Regions from separate parts of the Sus scrofa genome. Here region 1 is linked to region 2. The links are chromatin contacts, called in public HiChIP or PLAC-seq maps. All regions are on one chromosome and are shown on one strand. Each heading gives the region's core, a stretch centred on a gene start, on an enhancer-like site or on the middle of the called end of the contact. The rest is flanking DNA. Distances are from core to core; before and after follow the strand shown. Region 1 holds the start of SYNGR4 (synaptogyrin-4). Region 2 holds the start of CYTH2 (cytohesin 2).

Evidence for each region. HiChIP or PLAC-seq counts read pairs in DNA pulled down with a chosen protein or histone mark.
Region 1: a contact with region 2 is called in an H3K27ac HiChIP or PLAC-seq map of alveolar macrophages. The contact joins the promoter of SYNGR4 here to the promoter of CYTH2 in region 2. A contact is called at or near these places in 3 of 47 Hi-C or Micro-C datasets (fetal heart ventricle, liver and retroperitoneal adipose tissue) and 1 of 2 datasets of contacts at active chromatin or transcription factors (alveolar macrophages).

The regions. Positions count from the first base shown.
Region 1 is chr6:53,781,606-53,786,273 of Sscrofa11.1, forward strand. It overlaps SYNGR4 (synaptogyrin-4), which reads left to right and starts at 2,559. Exons shown (of 5, transcript XM_021094669.1): 1 at 2,559-2,632; 2 at 3,941-4,141. The coding sequence starts at 2,585. It overlaps TMEM143 (transmembrane protein 143), which reads right to left and starts at 2,738. Exons shown (of 7, transcript XM_013998565.2): 1 at 2,548-2,738; 2 at 1,974-2,214. The coding sequence starts at 2,714.
Region 2 is chr6:53,867,240-53,871,775 of Sscrofa11.1, forward strand. CYTH2 (cytohesin 2) reads left to right here and starts at 2,236. Exons shown (of 12, transcript NM_001144120.1): 1 at 2,236-2,254; 2 at 3,100-3,247; 3 at 3,346-3,412. The coding sequence starts at 2,236.

The DNA of each region.
Region 1 (4,668 bases), core at 1,309-3,808, 85 kb before region 2:
GCGGGGGAGGGTTGATCCATGTCCCAGACCAAGAAACTGAGGCAGCCACACAGTGAAAAACAGATGGCTTCAAGAGCTAGAGGTTCAAGTTCCCACTTTGATATTACTGGCCAGCATTCACACAATGCTTATGTGTGTGCCAGGCACCGTCTGCCAGCATGATGTCATCCTCCAGAGGGTATTCAGGAGCCTGATGGAATTACAACCCTCATGCTGTCCGTATAAACAGAACACGAGACTCCAATCTGACCTCAGAGCGCACATTTTTTTTTTTTTTTTTGGTATTTCTTGGGCCGCTCCTGCGGCATATGGAGGTTCCCAGGCTAGGGGTTGAATCGGAGCTGTAGCTGCCAGCCTACACCAGAGCCATAGCAACGCGGGATCCAAGCCTCGTCTGCAACCTACACCACAGCTCATGGCAACGCTGGATCGTTAACCCACTGAGCAAGGGCAGGGACCGAACCCGCAACCTCATGGTTCCTAGCCGGATTTGTTAACCACTGCGCCACGATGGGAACTCCCAGAGCGCACATTTTTAAACAGCTTTTTATTTTTTTTAGCCTCACCTGCAGCATGCAGAAGTCCCCTAGGCCAGGGATCGAACCCGAATCACAGCAGTGACAACACGGGATCCTTAACCCACTGTGCCACCAGGGAACTCTTTTATCCACTTTTTATGCTTCCTACCTCAGTGTGCTGGGTGCATGTCATCACCTCTCTGAGCCTGTTTCCTTATTGGCAACAGAGGATACACTCTCTTTCTCAAAAGAGCAATGGTAAGAATTTGATATGATTACATTTGTCCGTGTATATACATGTGTGTGTGTGTATACATATATGTAGATAAAGTCCAGCACAGGACTTAGTCCACACAGAGGTGTTAAATCAAGAATTATTATAATCAATCAATCAATCAATCATTTAAAAAATACAATTAAAAAAAAAAGGAGTTTCCATTGTGGCTCAGCAGGTTAAGAACCTAACTAATATCCATGAGGATGTGGGTTCCATCCCTGGCCTTGATCAGTGGGTTAAGGATCTGGTGTTGCCCTGAGCTGTGGTGTAGGTTGCAGATGTGGCTCAGATCCCGCATTGCTGTGGTTGTGGCTTAGGCCTGTGGCTACAGCTCTGATTCGACCCCTAGCCTGGGAACCTCCGTATGCCATGGAGGTGCCCCTGAAAAAAAAAAAAAAAGAATCCAATTGCAGTAGCTTAGTTCACTGCGGAGGTGGGGGTTCAATCTCCACCTGGTGAAGCTGGTTAAAAGATCCAGCGTTGCTTCTCAGATTGGGAACCTCATACTGCAGGTGCAGCCATATAATTTAAAAATATATATATATTAAATGAATGAATGCCAATCCAGAGTAATCACAAGTATAATGGTGATGGTGGGGTAAGCGCTTAAGCTCTTAGGGTCAAGTAAGTGCCTACTTGTCTCACCCTAGTCCCCACTCTGCTTAGGAGTCAGACCACTTCAGTTCAAATCTTGGCCACTAGTCATGACCTTCGGTGAGTCACTTCCCTTCTCCTGCTTCAGTTACTTCATTTTAAAATGGGAAGATGGTGATACCTCTCTTATTGGGTTGTTCAGTATTTCCATAATACATGGAAAATGCTTAGCACAGGGCCATACAGTAAGAGCTCAAACAGTGGATATAATAACTATTATTAGGTGGTAATAATGATGAGGATGATTATTAGACCTGTTTTGAAGAGGGAAAAACCATGCCCTGGGGAGTGCTTGTTCAAGCCCTCAGAACAAGCTAGAGTCTGGAATTGCTGCTGCACCTGCATCTCAGAGGTCTGTCTCTTGCATTCCAAAGCACTCCACGCCCACCTGGGAGTATGACGAGGAAGGGAACTACAATTCCCAGGGGGCGCCAGGGCAGTCCTCTATAGCATGAAGGGCTGTATCGCCGCGAGGCCTGCCGGGAGTGGTAGTCCCCAGGCTCTTGGACCCGGGTGAGCTGTACCTGTATCAGGAGGCGGAGCAGCTGATCTTTGGAGAACGGGATGAAACGTTCGCGGTACTGCTGGGCCCAGTCGCGGGGCTCTGTGGGGTTCCACATCTTGCGGTACTCCCCCATCTTGACCGCCAGCGATGACAGGGCCCGGGGGTGCCCGAGGAGCGCGGGCAACAGGGGCCATATTCGGACCCTGGATCCCCAGACCCCCCGGGTCACATGCAGCATAGCCAGACCCTTTCCCCGCAGCCTAAAGGAGGGAAATGGGCAGAGGTCAAAGGTCATCGGGGGAAAAGCGTCCTCTCCACCTCTGTGTCCCAACCTCCAGGGGCCGTTTCTACCCCAGGCAGGGCGCAGTGCCAGTCCTCTCCCACACTGTTCAGTTGGCTTGAGTCCCAGGCTGGGGTCAGAGGTCTTAAGTCCTAGGGTGTTTTGCAGGCCCAGTAGCCCTGTTGTGGTACAACTGGTCTCTGCGGGGTCTAGGCGGCAGGTGGATCTTAAGGGCATAGGATATGCTCGGAAGGCTATATAGGGGTGCAGAGCCGCCCACCCCGATCATACAATCTTTCCCCATTTCCCTCACCTTAGCCAACGCTCGACTGTCATTGAGCCTCTTGCGCATGTGCAGAAAAGCGTTCTGGGCCTCCGAGGTTCGGCTTCAGTCCGCAGTAAGACGCATGCGCAAATCCTGGGTCTTGGAGCCGGGTGGGGGAACCATTTTTCTTCTAAGGACGCGTCTCGGTTGCGCATGCGCGACCCGTCACCTCCCTCTCTCGCCCTCCTTGGACTCGGCGCATGCGCCGAAGAAGTATCTCTTTGTCCGCAGACTTCCAAGGGGCGGGGCGAGCGCGAAGCTCCCGGGACTGCCGGGGATGGGCCGAGCTCCCGCGCGCAGCCTGCCAACGGCGGGCCGCCCAACGTCCTCTGAGGCCACGCCCCTGCCCCTGTCCGCTTCAGAGAAGGCGGGAAAAGAGAGGGGCGGGGCTTCGGCGCAGCCAATCAGCAGTGGAGGAGCGAAAAGGCGGGAAAAAGAGGAGCCCAAAGAAGTCTGAGGTGGCGCTAGGGACCAGGAGGGCAGGGTGAGCGGAAGGAAGAGCAGGCCTCCAGGTGACGCAGACCGGGCCTCCAGAGTAGAGGTGACTCTGTCAGGCAGCATCACCTCCAAAACTCACCACCCTTGAGCCCCAGCGTCCAGAGTCCTTAAAGGGAAGACCCCGATTCTCTGAAGGTAGCTTAGTGCCGGGGGCTCGGCCTCCTCATTCTGCGAGGAAGCTATTTGGAGCTCACGTTCCCCGCACATCTGCGGTCCGGACCCCCGATTTGAGGAAATGCACTTTTATGAAGATGGAACGAATTCTAAGGGGTAGCCCTGATTCTAAGGATATCACCCCAAATTACCAGGACAGCCTGAAATCTACCCTGAGATGCCTGGGATCTCCACTCGGGGGGCTGTCATCTCAAAGCCTGAAAGGGATCCCCCTGATTCAGACCTCCCAGGGGTTCTGATCTCCCAACACCCCTAATAAATCCCATTAACACAGGTCTTAAAATGGGTACTCTGGCTCCCGTGTCAAGGACATGACATCAACATCCCACCCTCTCCCCGCCCCTTCTCCCTGCCCCGTGCACCACCCTGCACCTCTGGGGCCCTAACAGCCCCCTCACCCCATAGCCTCCCCAGCCTGCACTCCTGACTCCTGGGACCACACCCCCAGCAGCCCTCTCACCCTGGACCCCTGCCTCTGGAATTCTCAGAAGCTCCCTCACCCTGCACCGCAATGCATGGGACCATCAGCCACCCTCTCATCCCGCGCCCTCACCCCTAGAACCCCCAACAGCTCCTTCACCCCACCTAACCCCATACTGGAACTCCTCCAGAACCCTCCATCCCATGCCCTCCTCTCCTGAGACCCTTGGCAGCCCCTTTACCCTGCACCTTGGACTCTAACCACCCCTTAATCCCTCTTGTCCATCAGCAGCCAAGCCCCAGGGTGGGCCTGGAACCTCCAGACGGCGGAGCCCAGCAGGCAGCACCCAGCATCCCTGCTCTGGGCCCCCAGGGCCCAGGCAGCAGAGCAGGCACCATGCACATCCCGGAAAGCCTCCAGGACCTGGCCGACAGCGAAGCTGTGCAGTTTCTCAAGAGGCCAAAGACGATCACACGGCTCTTTGCAGGGGTGAGGCCCTCCTGTGGCTCCCCACGGGTAACAGGGAACAGGAATTGTCCCTGCTCAGACCCAGTGTGGAGAGAGTGGGAGGGCGGGTAAGAAGGGTCAGATGGGGAAAGGAAGCAAAAGAGAGCTCATAACTGCAGTCACCTTCTCCTGAGCATCTACCTATACGCCCTATGTTATCCTGAGCACTTATCAATTTTCCTGGGAAGCAACACCCTTCAAAGTGCATGCTATGAGTCCCATTTTTGAGATAAGAAAACTGAGTATCAGAGACAGTTAAATTTTATAAGGCCATGCTGTCCTATGGGGTAGCCACAAACCACATGCGGCTATTCTAATCTAAACTAATTAAAATTGGGAGTTCCCTGGAGTTCCCATCGTGGCGCAGTGGTTAATGAATCCGACTAGGAACCATGAGGTTGCGGGTTTGATCCCTGGCCTTGCTCAGTGGGTGAAGGATCTGGTGTTGCCATGAGCTGTGGTGTACATTGCAGACGTGGCTCGGATCCCGAGTTGCTGTGGCTGTGGTG
Region 2 (4,536 bases), core at 986-3,485:
GGGGTTGAGGGGACTGGAGATTCCCGAGCTCTCCTGGGGCTAGAAGGCCTGGCCTTCCAAGGGCACGTGGGATGGGAGATGCTCTCTGAAGCTGGATCTGAACTTGGATGTCCGGCTGATGCGAAGGCAAGGGGGAGTGTGAGTTGCGGCTAATGGCCAGAAGCACTTCCTCTCTGCTGCAGCTGGGGGTGGGGGTGTAGGGGGAGGTACTTCTTTTTTTTTCTTTTCTTTTTAGGGCCACACGGGTGACATATGGAAGTTCCCAGGCTAAGGGTCGAATCACAGCTGCAGCTGCCAGCCTGTGCCACAGCCACAGGAACACTGGATGCAGAATGTCAGGGGAATGTATGTGTTTGGGGGAGACTGTCCCCTAGATTCAATCACTGGGAGCCCTAACAATGTGTCTCGGAGTGTGCTTCTGGGGTGTGAGTCCTTGGATCTGGCCCCTGTCCATGCCGCTATCTACCTAAGTGCCCAGGAGGCTGGGAGCCAGCTGCAAAAGGAGCCGGTGCCAGGGAGGACACGTTCCCACCCCTGTGTCCCAGAATTGAGGGCAGGCACTGTCATTGCCCATCAGCCTGTCCCAGTGCTGCATCAACCCCAGTCCCCCCTTCCGGCTTTCCCACCTCCCTTTATCCTTCTGAATCCCCACCTAATAACCGGATGGGATTAATTAGCTGGCTGCTCCCCCATCTCGGGATGGTTGGGGTAGGTATTGTGGGGCAACGGAAACAGAGGCATGAAGAGGGTGTTAAGTTGGGGGTAAAGGGACAGAAAAAGGGTTCTGCTTGGAAGGAGAGAGGGTGGGATTGGGCCTGGCGCAACCCGGGTTTCCACTCGCTGGGGAGGGCAGGCTTGAGCCACTCATAAAGGTCATTGAGGGGATTAGGAAGGTCCGTGTCTAATCTGTCAGCTTAACCAGGTCCTGGCTGGGAATCTGTCCCCACCTGCCTGGTTCAGGGACGTTGAATGAGGACCAGGCCCAGACAGCACCTCAGACCCAATTAGGGATCTGTCCATGACAGGGCCTGGGGAGCGAGGGAAGAGGCGGTTTTTGCCCAGTTTCTCCATCTGAACCAGGTCCCTGCACCCGTTTTGCCTGCAAGGAAAGGGAATGAGAGGTGGGGGAGGGGAAATGTCCTCAGATGCAGGGCTCGGAGAGGAGGGAGGAGTTTAAGAAGAACAAGACTTTGAGAGGAGGGGAAAGTGAGCTGAGCCGGGTTGGAGAGGACAGTAAGGGGGAGGAATGAAAGGTGGGAGGATGCCGAGGAAAGGGGAGTTGTCCTGGGGCGGGGGTGGTGTAGGGTGGTAAAATAAGGGGAGGAATTCGGGGGAGAGAGGGAGGAAATTGAGAGGCAGCCGGCTCTGGGAAGGCAGAGCCTACGTTTTCACTGTATCTGGCCTTCTCCTATTGTCCCATTCTCCAAGACAGGGACCAAAAAGCTAGCATTTGGAAGAAAGAATGTCTTTTGTTTCACCACTCTTTGACTATGAAGAGGCTGAGGTTGATGGGGAGGCCATGGGAAGGGGTAAGAGATCGGAGGGGCCAGTGCCCAGAGGAAGGAGGCCCAAAGAAAGGTGAGCCAAAGCCGCTCTCGGTTGCATGGCAACCACTGCGGTCAAAAGCCAGCTATGCCTGCTAGGAGATGTGACTCACAGAAACAACCAATGGTTGTGCCCCGCCCCCTGGCAACAAGCCTAATAAGGTACCGCCCCCTAGCAACGTATTGGTGGAGGCGGGGCTCAGTTGAATGGTATCCTAAATGCCCGCAGCCCTTGCGCAGGCGTATTCCTCTCTCTCTTCTCACGCAACTCCTTTCCGAGGCTTCTCATTGGCTTGCAAGCCAGCCAAGTGCTTTCTTTAGTTTCGGAGGCGGGACCCGGTCCCCTGCCAGCATTCCGATTGGCCTCGCAGACCATCTACCTCCTGCCGGACACGGCTATATCTACTCCTTGTGCGTCTATTGGCCGTGGAGGGCGATCCTTTGATATCGGAGGCGGGGCAGGCGAGAAGTCCCGCCGTAGATTGGGCGGTGTCAAAACGAGGGGCGGTCCCTACTGGCGGGGCGGTTGGGAGACGAAGGGAGAGTCTTTTCAGCGCTGAGGACTGGCGCTGAGGAGGCGGCGGTGGCTCCCGGGGCGTTTGAGCGGGCTCACCCGAGCCCGCGGGCCAACGCGGATCCAGGCCCGACCGGCGGGACCGCCCCGGACTCCCCGCGGGCCTTCCTAGCCGCCATGGAGGACGGTGTCTACGGTGAGTCGGGGAGGGGCGGGGCCGGCTGCAAGTGGATGGAGAGTTTCGCCCCGAAGGTTCCGCCGCGAACGTTCTCCCCGTAGCGCGCCTTGCTGAGCCTTTCGGCCCCGTCGTCGCCTTGCTTTTGTGGGGCCTGGGACGCGCTTCCGGCGGGGCTGGAGACTGGGGCGTTCCAGGCCATTGTTTGGGCCGAGCCTGTTTCCGGTGGCGGCGGGAGGGGGTGGGATGGAGCGGTGGAGGCGAGGCCCGGGGCGGAACCATTCCCTCTGGAGGGGCCGGGCGAGCCCAGTGCCTGCTGGGAGCGGGAAGGGGGGCTTCTGGGGGCGGTGGGGTGGGGAGAAATCTTGGGGCCTACCGAGAGCCCGCTAAGGCGGGGGCGGGGGCTTCCGATGCCCCGCCCCCTTCCTTAACTCTTGCCAGCTGTCATCAGCTTCCCCTGCCATAGTTACTTTCCATGGACCCAGGAGTCCGGACACCCAGACCCTCAGCTCCCTCGCCGAGAATGGAGGCAGAAAACCAAGGCCTCAGCCCCCTGTCAAGTAATGGACCGTAGCTCAAGCTTCCAGCCCTTTTTTGCTCCCCGCAGACCTGAGTTGAGGCTCCCAGTCCCCTTCCTCCACCCCCGGACTAAAGAGTTTGGATTCCCAGCCCTTCCATCTCTGGATTGAGGAATCTAGGCCCCCAACCCCTTCTTCCAGCAGACGGAGGAGGCTGGACCCTCATCCTCCCCGAACCTAGACGTCCTGCCCATCCCCCACCCCCACCCCTGTCCTCCCGCAGATGGCAGACATCCGGGTTTGGGGTCCCCAGAACTGACCCCCCCCACCCCCGACCCTCTTCCCCAGAGCCCCCGGACCTGACTCCCGAGGAGCGGATGGAGCTGGAGAACATCCGGCGGCGGAAGCAGGAGCTGCTGGTGGAGATCCAGCGCCTGCGGGAGGAGCTCAGCGAAGCCATGAGCGAAGTCGAGGGGCTGGAGGCCAATGAGGGCAGGTGAGGGCTGGGGCCGGGATCCTGGGGGTCAGGGGGCTTGGCTTGGGCCGGAGATGCACAGGCATTGACCCTCCATCCTGCACTCTCTGCCCCTGCAGCAAGACCTTGCAGCGGAACCGGAAGATGGCAATGGGCAGGAAGAAGTTCAACATGGACCCCAAAAAGGTGCTTGGGACCACAGGGCTGGGATCAGCCAGGAAGACAGACAGGGATTCTGGCATCTCCAGGTAGCAGAGGTGTGGTGGTGGACAGACTCGGGCCTGATCCCTGGATTCAGATATTGGCTGTCCCTCTGTCCCCTGACCTTTGCTTGTGCCTGATCCTCTGCGTGGGAGGTCCTCTTCCCCTTTTTGCTCATATTTCTGGACCCACTTCTTTTTTTTTTTTTTTTTGTTGTTGTTGTTATTGTTGCTATCTCTTGGTTCTTGGGCCGCTCCCGCGGCATATGGAGGTTCCCAGGCTAGGGGTTGAATCGGAGCTGTAGCCACCGGCCTACGCCAGAGCCACAGCAACGCGGGATCCGAGCCGCGTCTGCAACCTACACCACAGCTCACAGCAACGCCGGATCCTTAACCCACTGAGCAAGGGCAGGGACCGAACCCTCAACCTCATGGTTCCTAGTTGGATTCGTTAACCACTGCGCCACGACGGGAACTCCCTGGACCCACTTCTGATGTAATCTGGAGTCCCCAGGAGGAACTCAGTTGAGTCTGGTAGGGAACGTGGACAGGGACATGAGCAAAGGAGGGTTGACAGGTGCCATAACAGAGAGAGAGGTACCAGGGCCATGGATGTTCAGAGCAGGAAGCCTGGTGGCATCAAAGAGGGCTTCCCTGAGGAGGGGGTATTCAGGTCAGGTTTGAAGGATGAATTAGTGTTCCCCGAATGGAAGAAAAATGTTTGTTCATTCATTCTTTCATTTTACGCCCATTTTCTGAGGCCTGCCTGGGGCCCGTCCCTCTGCTAGGCAAGGCCGGGGACCCAGAGAAGACTTTGACCCTGTCTTGCCCTCCAGGAGCCCCTAGACCTGGATACACAATCCAGAGTGAGGTGTAGCCACAGTGGGGATCCTCGTGGCATCAGGAGAGCCAGAAAAAGCCCTAGTCTGGCCTGAGGCCTGGCCCTCACAGCACTTGACTACTAATGGTTTTCCACTTTATTCCTTTTTTCTTTTTTTTTTTTTTTTCCTTTCCATTTTTGGCTGCCCTGGGACATGTGGCCAGGGATCAGATCCAGGCCGCTCTTGTAACCAGTGCTGCAGCTGCAGCAGTGCCGGATCGTTTAACCCA